2 separate regions of the Mus musculus genome follow, and region 2 is linked to region 1. The links are chromatin contacts, called in public HiChIP or PLAC-seq maps. All regions are on one chromosome and are shown on one strand. Each heading gives the region's core, a stretch centred on a gene start, on an enhancer-like site or on the middle of the called end of the contact. The rest is flanking DNA. Distances are from core to core; before and after follow the strand shown.

Region 1 (5,299 bases), core at 804-3,303:
AAGGCAAATGAGTGGCCACAGCCTGAGCCGTGGAGATTGGCCAAGTGGAAGAAGAAAAAAAAAAAAGAGAGAGAGCACAAGAGGTGACAAGAAAACCGGGAGGCTCCTGGAAGCGACAAAAGACATTTTCACAGGAGAGAGCACACAGCACTGAGGAAGGAAGCTAACCGCCTACTTTAATGGAGGAAAACCTGACAAGGACACGGAAACAGACAGGGCGGTGCCCAATGGGGCAGTGAGGAGTTTCCTTCCGTGCAAGAGCCTACAGAGCAACGTGGCTGGAGAGGAGAGTTTTAAGATTTTACTTATTTTCATTTTATGTGCGTGAGCATGTTGCCTGCATGTATGTATGTGCACCATGTATATGCGGTGCACATAGAGGCCAGAAGCAGGTGTTGGACTCCCCTGGAACTGCAGATGTAGATGGTTGTGAGCTGCTATGTGGATGCTGGAACCTTAATCTGGGTTCTCTGCGAGAGCAGCCAGAGCTCTTAAGCAATAAGGCATCTCTTCAGCACAAGAAGGGAACTTTAAAAAACAATTTTATTTTTTCTGTTTTTAAGTGTGTGTGTGTGTGTGTGGTTGCACATGAGTACAGATGCCCATGGAGGCCAGAGACATCAGATCCTTTGGAACTAGGGACACAGCTGACTAGTGTGGGTCCTGGGAATCAAACTCTGGTCCTCTGGAAAAGCAGTTCCTATTCTTAACTATTGAGCCATCTCTCTAGCCCAGGATTTCCTTCTTACGATGCAAAGCTTTATAGCATTTTTATGTGCTGGTAGAAGTAATTTGGGAGAGAGGGAGGGAAGAGGGCGGGAGAGACAGAGGGTGTCGTTCCTAAATCCAGAACTTCCCAAGAAGTAAGAAGAGTAGGGTTCCAAGGTCAAGGTGACCTGGGAGGGAGCTGGCAGCCTGTTTCTGTTTTCTTCCTTTCTTCCTTTTCACCAGAGACGGGCTTTTGCTATGTAGCCAAGGCTGTCCTGGAATTCACCAACCTTTTACCTCAACCTCCCAACTGCTGGAAATATATAACCCTGTCATATCTCCCTACTTTACTTTGCTCCATCTCAACCTCATATCTTATTTGTTTAATTATTATTGTTACACATACACAAATACACAAATACATATATAAGTGAACAAATATGTCAATACAACCTGCTGAGTATATCCATATATATGTTTTTAGGGCTGACCAATTGGCAATAGATAATCAATTAGATTGCTCATCTCTGAGGAAGGCCAACTCTGTCTCTCCAAGGAGTGTGGTTCATTGCCTGTAACTCTTCACTGGGGGTGGGGCTGGAAGGTGGGGCCTCCTGAGATTGTTCCCATCCACATTGGCATGTCAACTGGTATAGTCATTGTCATTTTCTCGATTAATGATTGACGTGGCCCTGACTTGTCTAAGGAGGCAGGCTGAACAAGCCAGTAAGCAACATCCGTCCCTAGTCTCTGCTTCAGTCCCTGCCTTGGCGTCCCTCAATGCCAGACAATGACCTGTGAGCCACATAAATTCTCTCCTCCCCACTTGGTTTTGGTCAGTGTTTTCTCACATCAGCGGAGATGTAAACTAGGACAATCGATTCATGTTGTACCGGAAGTGAACAATGATACACGATTTCATCTTTCTCACCAGGGTTGAGCATTATCATGTAAAACAAGACACACAAACCAAAATTATCCCACTGCTGTGAAATGACTGCAGCTTAATGTGCACCCTCTTACCATTCTTTCCTGTGTGTGCATGTGTGTGGGTGTGTATGTGTGCCTGTGTATGTGTATTGTGTGTGCATTGTATGTGCATGTGTGCATGTGTATGTGTGCTTGTGTATGTGTGCTTGTGTGTGTGCATGTGTGTGTATGTGTGTGTGCATGTGCACCCGCGAGTGTGTATGTATGTGTGTATGTGTTTGATCCCTGCTTCCAAAAGCCCTGTTTTTTGAATGACTGGCAGATGAAGGGGAACTCTGAAGTCAGGGGTAGTTCTGATCAGAGCTTGGAGGAAGAGAGTCCTGAAAACGTCTGACTGTGGAAATGACATCATGCCAATGGCATGCAGGGAAGTTTAGTCTCACAGAAGGCAGGATGGGGCTGGAATGAGGAAAGAACAGCATGGGGCAGTCCGGCTCCCTACTGGAAAGTCAGGCAAGGAATGGTGAGACCCACACTTCCCCCCACCCCCAGCCTGGATGGGAGGATAGGAAGCTAGGGGGAGAAGAAATGGAAATACACACTGGGAAGACATATGTGCAGGGATTGGCTCAAGCAACAATGGAGGGAGAAGAGCCCAAGGGGACACCTTCAGTCTCCATGAAAGGAAATGTGCCTTCACTGCCCGAGTCCTCGAGTCACTCTGAGGATGTTTTTCTCTCTGTAAAATAAGAGGAGCACCTGCTTTGCATCAGGAACAGGGAAAATAAATACGAACGAATGAAGTCCCGGCGGAAGGTTTGATGACTGCGAGCTTTTTCCTTATTTGGTTTTCTGTCTTTGAGTTTTCCTTTGGAGAAAGGTGTGTGGTGGTGGTGGTGGTGGTGGGGGGATGATCTTTACCACATAGACAGCTAAGCGCTGTGGTGTTATTTTATTATTTATTTATTTATTTGAGGGGGAGGGAACAGGGTCTTACTATGTAGCCCTTGTCCTGGAACTCACTTTGTAGACCAGGCTGGCCTCATACTCAAAGAAATCCACTGTTGAGAATGGAATCTAGTGCTTTGTTGTCTTATTGCGGCTCCCAAAAGCCGCGCTTCCAGGCCTGAGGGTTCCTGACCCCAGCTGGCTTCAATCGATCATAAAGAATTGCCATCCAGCCAGTGGCTGGGCAGAGAGACAGGGCAGGACTTTCAGATTGCGTAGGCAAGGGACCACGGGAGAGAGGAGAATTGCCTTGACTCAGAGGCATAGGGATGAGATTTAAGGGCTGCAGGAGAGAAAGTGTCCTACATCGTAGGTAGAAAGGGAATGTGGCCCTATGGGGAAACTGCCCAGAAAGTAACAGGGCAGCAAGGATAAAATATAGATCTAGGTGTTATGCCAGAAACATGGGAGGAAAGTGTGTGCTAGCCGCTGGGAGGTTTAGAAGTGCCCAACCGCTGAGCTAGCAGTCAAAGCATATCAAAATTAGCTGGTGTGTGTCTGTGTGTGTGTGTGTGTCTGTGTCTTTCACTCTCGAATCCAGAGAGCTCTTGGGTAGGTGCAGGGGGGACCCACCAAGAACCAAAGCAATTTAGCTAATTCACCGCTACAATACACCTGCCTCTGCCTCCTGAGTACGGAGATTAAAGGCATGTGTGGCCATGCTCACCTGAGTGTTAATTATTGAATAAAATATTCTTTCCCCTCTGAATTATGGTACCAGTTCTGAGATTGCAAGTTTCTATATATTTATGGTTCTGTTTCTGACTTGTTTTGATTTATTTTTATTTCATGTGTATGGATCTTTCTTTTTAGTGTGTGTGTTCTTTTATGTCATTGAATGTTGTTTTCTTTTTAAGTAACTTGCTAAGTTTAAAAAAAAAGAATTATTTATTTTATGTATGTGAGTACACTGTAGCTGTCTTCAGACACACCAGAAGAGGGCATCAGATCCCATTACAGATGGTTGTAAGCCACCATGTGGTTGCTGGGAATTGAACTCAGAACCTGTGGAAGAGCAGTCAGTGCTCTTAACCACTGAGCCAGCTCTCCAGCCCAAGAACTTGCTTTTAAAGTTAAATTTATTTCTAGCTACACAGAGATTTTTATTTTATTTTGTGTTTATGTGTATTTTGCCTGCATGTATGCTCTATACATTACATGTATACAGCTAGAGGCTAGAAGAGGGCATCAAATGCCCGGAAACTAGAGTTACAGACAACTGTGAGCTGCCGTGTGGGTATTGGGAATAGAGCCCAGGTGCTCTGCAAGAGCCACCAGTGCTCCTAAGCCATGAGCCATTTCCCTGGCCCCAGCTGTCTGTCATGCACATTCATATTAGGTTCTCTGAGGGGTTTGCTGAATTTTCTTTCTCCTATGGACATGAGTATTAGAAGCAGCAACAGACTCACTTATGAATAGATGTGGTGGTTTGAATAGGTTTGGCCCCAACAGACTCATGTGTTTGAATGCTTGGATCACAGGGAATGGCACTATTAGGAGGTGTGGCCTTGTTAGAGTAGGTGTGGCCTTGTTGGAGGAAGTGTGTCACTGTGGAGGTGGGCTTTGAGGTCTCCTATGCTCAAGCTACACCCAGTGTGGTATAGAAGTCTCCTTCTGCTGCCTGAGGGTCAAGATGTAGAACTCTCAGCTCCTCCAGCACCATGTCTGCCTGCAGGCTGCCATGCTTCCCGCCATGATGATAACGGACTGAACCTCTGAAACTGTAAGCCAGCCCCAATTAAATGTTGTCCTTTATAAAAGTTGCTTTGGTTGTGGTGTCTCTTCACAGCAATGGAGACCCTAACTAAGATAACAGGCGACTGCGCTTTCTGTTGATGTGGTCATTACCACCAGGAGGATGGCTCAAGTCCTTTCATGCACTTGCTTATTTATTTCAGACAACCAATAGATTGTATTTTCACCCACTGAACACACACTCACCCATCCCTACACACAGGAGGGATGCGTTAATAATAATACTCAGTATTATTTACTTCTCTTTTCTATTATTTGACTTATTTTCCCTCACTTATTTACCCTCACTTATTTACCCAAGGCAGTAGTGTCTCACATGCTGCGGTCACAGGACAAACTTACTTCTCTCCTCTACCATAGAGGCCTCAGGAATTGAACTCAGGTTGTTAGGCTTGGTGGCAAGCTACTTTACCAGCTTAGCCATGTAGCCGGCCTAGATTTCTCTTTACTATAAGCTCCTGCATCAGGTTGGACAAATAGGGAACAGAGCAGGAGTTACCTACAGTGCACACCCATGGGCCCTGGGGATGTGATTCTAGGATTGTCTTTTTAAATTTTAAAGAAAATTGAAATCTGAATTTCTTTTTTTTAATGTTCAAACTCGCATGTACCCCACCCCCCTTTTTAATGTTTGCAAACATGTCCTCTTAGTACATTTACTGTGAGGGCCATATGCTGCACAGATCAGACATAGCTCTGTGAGGATACTACCCATGGGTAAGCTTTAGATTCTAGTTAATCAAGAACCTGCATGACCTGGCCCTGTCTGTGTTCCAGCTTCAGGCTCTGTTATCTCCCGTAAAAGGACCCCTGGCCTTCTTGAGTCTTGGATCTTTTTGCAGTTCTTGACAAACTGCAAGGGTTTCCCACAAGCTGTTTGCTTGACTAATGCTTACTT
Region 2 (5,299 bases), core at 1,135-3,634, 340 kb after region 1:
TTGTAGTGGGTAGCTGGATTTCCTTTTGTTACATCATTTATTTAAAAAGTGAAACAAAAACCTTAACATTGTAAATCGTCTCTCCAATCACTCTGGGATGCAAACATGTCTATCTATCACCCAGGAGTGCTTTTTCTCAGAGACCTTTTGAAATGTGCTCACTAGGAAGGAAGAGGCTCTGCCTCCAGTCTCTGCAGAAGGATAAGACCTAACCACAGCAATGCTAGCCTGCAGACAGACTCCCCCTAATCACAGACATTGAATATTGCCTTATTTTTGTATATTTCTACTCCCATGATTCTGATCTCACACTCATGGACAAGAGTTAAGTTCAAGTGGTAGTAGTCATCGTCGTCGTCCTCCTCCTCCTCTTCCCCCTCCTTCCTTCTTTCTTCCTCCTCTTCCTTCTTCTCCCCTTTGAGAGACGGTTTCACTATGTAGCTTTGGCCATCCTGGAATGCTCTATGTAGACCAGGCCGGTCTCAAACTCAGAGATCTACCTGCCTCTCTGCCTGCTGAGTGCTGGGATGAAGGGTGTGCACCACCACCTTGTCAAGTTCAAGTTCTGTAAGTTCTTTCCTCTCATCCTGAATAAAATCTGTGCTTATTGCAACTTCGTGTCTGGATTAAAAATGTGTCACCCTCATACGATGTTCTAGGCACTGGGGTATACGTAGTGAAGAAAATGGGAAAACACAGTGCCCTTAAGGAATTGGATGAGGTTAAGTAAAAATGTCAAATGGATTAGGTCCAGCAGAGGAAAATAAGTCAGATGGGGGAGAAGTAGTTTGGAGGAAAGAATCACTATTTCTAGTCGCATGGTCAGGAAAAGCTCACTGAAAAGATATAGTGTTGACACTCAAGGGTTCCTGGCAAGGGAGGAGCCCACTGGGGCCTCTCAGGGCAGAGGACAGTTGGCACATGGGAGCCAGGGCTAGGGACCACACTGGAAATTCTCATGCTGATATAATGAACAAGTAGCAGCTTGCTCTCTGTGGGTGAATGAGTGCTGGCATGTCCCTTCAGGGCTTATCAGTTGATGTCAGAGAGATAGGGGTAACCAAAGTTTCTTAGGGCATCAGAAACCTGGTCTGGACCACTGAGTAGGAAGAGAGGCTATATGTCCTCACTGGGAATTCTCCTGGTCTGTTTCCATGGCAACCGGGACTTTTGCCCCTCACCTTAGGAAGGTACTGGAGCTGTGGTGGAGAACCACAAAATTCATCCTTGAGGAGTATCTCACAATAGCTAAAGAAAACGAGCCAGAGAAAAGCCCACCCGAAGGCAACCTGGCTGTACCGTGTGAGGAAGAGAGGTGTTTAGTGTGGCAACGAGGACCCTGGACACCCAGACCTTGCATCCGATGGCTCGGACATGTGGTTGTAGGTGTGTGTGCATCTGAACCCAGACTTGCATAGATCCTTTAGCCCAGAAGGTAGCGAGGCCTCTGGGAGAATGGGAGCTAGGAACTGGCTGCTGTTTTACCTACGATTTCTGGGCACAGAGGCTGAGCTTGGAGTGTAGGGCAGAGTCTAGGCTAAATGCTTATTTTTAAAAGACTGTGACTTGTAACCACACTCTACCTCCGGGAGCCCAGGGACATGCCTCCTGCGTGGAGGTTCTTGGTCAGCAGTGGCAGAAGGAATCTCAGAGCAACTTTGATGAGCACGTGCAGGTGACAGTTTTGGGCAGCTGCTCAGACTGTTGCTGCATCTTGTGTTGCTTTGTAAACTTGGGAGATGTGGCGTTTAAGGTCATTCCTGGCTTTTTGGTACTTTCAGGTGCCGTGAATGGGTCATTACAACAAATCGATCTGTATGCATCGTGTAAAATCCAAACGGATTGCAAAATAGATTTAAGATTTAAGATCACAGCTGGGCTGCCTTTAACCCCAGCTCTCCGGAGGTAGAGGCAGGTGGATTTCTGTGCGTTTGAGACCAGCCTGGTCCATATAGCGAGTTTCAGGGCAGCCAGGGCTACATAAAGAGACTCTGACTCAGTGGTGGGGTGGGGTCACATTCCTAGGCACTTGATATACTATTAGCTACTCTAGCCTTCTTGGGGTAGTTTGCTCAGTCAACAGTCCTACCTTCTGCTAAGTAAATAGAAAACAAATGATTAAACGAATAAGGCAAGTGACTAATGTCTGGATCTCTTGTTTTTATTTTCTGTGTTGTTACCACAGTGTGTACGAGATGGAAGGAGAGGAGCTAGTTCAATCTGCTGCTGATACAGTGCTTGCTTCGTGTTTCGCAGGAACTGTTATTTTCTTTTAGGATAATGAATGGCTCTTGTCCTGGACTGGGCAGTTTGAAGACACTTGAGTACTTCTCCATGTTTGCCCTGTGCACTCCCTGGACCTACAGCCCCACTGAAACAGCAGATTCAGTTCCTAGATCGAGTGTAGGACGTGAGCAGTGGGCGTGGTTAAGGCCAGCCCAGTGCCGGTGACAGGTTGATATTGGTGCTGGGAAGTCTGAGCCTCCTGCAGACAGAAGAGGCATATTAGTTGCTATAGTACATCTGCCCAGAAGCAAGTTGAGATTGATACAGTGATTTTCGGTGCTTTCTAGAAGGGCAGGGGAGAAAGCACGGAGCACAGAGCCACCGGTTACAGGAAATGACAACAGAGGCAAACGGTAGAAAAGCAAAGTCCCCACACTTTGCCAGATGGCTGCTGTAGAGTACTAATCCCAAACACAATATGAACACGGTCTCTGTGAAATGACTGGAGAAGTAATCTCAAACTACCAGAATTAATTAATTGTCTCTGCGCTGAATGGTTTCAAATTACTCATGCAAAATACCTTCTCAGCAAGACAATCTTTTCCACACACAGATGGGGACTTGTTACATATGCCCAAACCATTTTTAGTTCCCAATGGTTATAAAGATTATTTATTTATTTATTTTTATCTCATATGTTTGGGTGTTTTGCCTGCACGTATAGCTGTGCACTGTGCATGCAGTACCCACGGAGGCCAGAAGAGGGTGTCAGATTCCTCCCTGGAACTGGAGTTACAAATGGCTGTGAGCTGCCATGTGGGAGTAGGAATTGAACCCAGGTCCTCTGGAAGAGCAGGCAGTGCCTTTCACCACTGAGCCATCTCTCCAGCTTCTTATGAAGTCATTTTAATACAATGACATTGTCTTTGACACTCAAACTTCATACTGAAAACTTTCTGCTAGGTTTTAGGATTATAATTCTGAGAAGAACTTACGATGCTGCAGTGAACTAACTGTACATGTGAGTTAGAGCTGGTTCACGGGGTTAAGAACAGAAGAGGAGAGATCTTCTCCCCCAAGCCTCTCTTTATTATACATAGTATTATAGTGTCATTCTGGAGCCTAATACTTGAGCCCATTACCTTAGTGGATGTTACAAGACCTCAAAACAACCCTTCCCCCAACAACATTATATAACATTAAAATCATTCTGAAAAAAAAAAACAAAAAAACAAACCAAAAACCCAAAACAGAAACAAAAATAAACCCATTTCCAATCCTGAGTGTGCTAGTTTTCTGTTGCTATAACAAAATACCAGAGTCTGGATGCTTACAGGAGTGTCCAATCCATGGCTTGCAGCCGGCTGCATGTAACCACATCTGGCTATGAATATGGGATATGCTCAACATTGTAAACTTACTTATTTATTGTAACTTGATTGCTGTTGTTCTAAAGCATAAACTCTACAGGTGACGCTGTGACTCAAAACCAAAAGGTTGGACATTCCCGGAATAAAAAGGGTTAATTAATTACTTTTTTCCATTTATTTATTTTTTAGTGTGTGTGTGTATGTGTGTGTAACAATAATAATTAAAGAAGGGATTTGGGAAGGAGTGGGGGAGGTGGGGGAGAGTTGGAGGGGGCAGAGTGAGGTGGAAATGATATAATGCAGTACTCATTATGAAATTCTCAAAAAAATAAAAACAGAAAAAAAAAACAAACAAACCCAAAACCTATTAGACACACACAGCTGAGAATGGCTGTACCTGTATAGCAATCCTATCCAATACAATACTGTGAACCACATACGTAATGCTTGCTGGTATTTGTATTGAAAAGTAAAGCCAGAGTTAGTGACAGTGCAGTTGATTTAATCTAATATGTCTGCACTATGGGAATTTTCCCATGTTAAATTTCCCAGGCATACGTGTAGAGACCAGGAAACAACTTGTGGAGTCAGTTGGGTTCCAGAGATAGACTCATTTCTACCTATGGAGCCATCTCACAACCCCAAATCCCATATTTTATTTTATTGTTTGTTTTTTTTTTCAAGACAGGGTTTCTCTGCGTAGCCCTGGCTGTCCTGGGTCTTTCCCTGTCAACCAGGCTGGCTTAGAACTCAGAGATCTGCCAGCCTCAGCCGCCTGAGCACTACCATGTCTAGTTCAGAATCCTGTATTTTACACTAATAATGCATCCTAGTACTACCGACTAGCTGCGTTTTGGGTACCCAGAAGCCACGAAGATTTCAGGCTTTTAGACATGTACCACGGTATTCACAAGATTCTGACATCACCGCTAGCGCAGCCTTTATTTATTCGTAAGATGTTTACTCGCATTCTTTCTCAGGAAGCACACAACCCGTTGGCACACGTAAGGAGACAGGCATGGCGTCATTTTCTTGTCCTCCCTTGTCCAGTGGAGGAGGCTGTGAGTCCTGCCTGGGTCAGGCTGTGGTGGACAAGAAGGGCTTTGCTAAGGCGATGCTTAGGAAGATGAAGGGCGGAGCAGTTCAGGAGACAGCAGGAGGAAGGGCAGGGTTGTGTGCAGAATTGCCGCTAGCTAGCCTGTGCTCAGCAGTTTGGTTCACTTGGAGCAGGTGTGTGAGCGAGCGTCTTGCCCAGGGAGTGGTGTGGCTGAGCTGGAGCGGGAGGCTGAGCTATCAGAGGCCACCTGCTAGGGAGCTTGGATGCCCTTCCTTGTTAGCAAGCTATGGGAAGCCCTGCAGTGGGATTTGTGTTCTTGCTTCAGCATGTAGACATGCCATTGACTTTTCTTATTTCCCTTCGGTCTTCTGCAAGACAGGGGTGCTGAGATACCAGGGGTTACTATGAAGGTTAAAAGAACTAGCAGTGGTCCCATTTATGACTTCCATGACTATAGAGACTGTCTCCCCAGCAGACTCCAGACACTGAACTCAGTTCTTCTTCAATGTGTCCGTACTCTAGTGCATTCAGAGAACACTATTAAGAATATACATCCTTGGAGCATCAGGATCAACCTTAGGGCTGGTATTTAGGAATTATGTCCGTGCTATGTTTGTGTAGATACCTTGTTTTGATTGTTTACCAA

What was found. HiChIP or PLAC-seq counts read pairs in DNA pulled down with a chosen protein or histone mark.
Region 2: a contact with region 1 is called in a FOXA1 HiChIP or PLAC-seq map of pancreatic cancer cells. The contact joins two enhancer-like sites. A contact is called at or near these places in 2 of 115 datasets of contacts at active chromatin or transcription factors (embryonic stem cells and pancreatic cancer cells).

The regions. Positions count from the first base shown.
Region 1 is chr5:147,618,273-147,623,571 of GRCm38.p6, forward strand. The region is part of intron 14 of Flt1 (FMS-like tyrosine kinase 1); the gene reads right to left. Among named protein-coding and RNA genes, the nearest start is that of Gm35383, 39 kb to the right of the region's middle. Within about 2 kb of position 2,054, at least 51 of the 459 cell types and tissues checked have an H3K27ac peak or open chromatin away from gene starts, as enhancers often do. A contact at or near this core is called in pancreatic cancer cells, where this site is marked.
Region 2 is chr5:147,961,992-147,967,290 of GRCm38.p6, forward strand. All of the region lies in intron 1 of Mtus2 (microtubule associated tumor suppressor candidate 2), which reads left to right. Among named protein-coding and RNA genes, the nearest start is that of Mtus2, 7.3 kb to the left of the region's middle. Within about 2 kb of position 2,385, at least 16 of the 459 cell types and tissues checked have an H3K27ac peak or open chromatin away from gene starts, as enhancers often do. A contact at or near this core is called in pancreatic cancer cells, where this site is marked.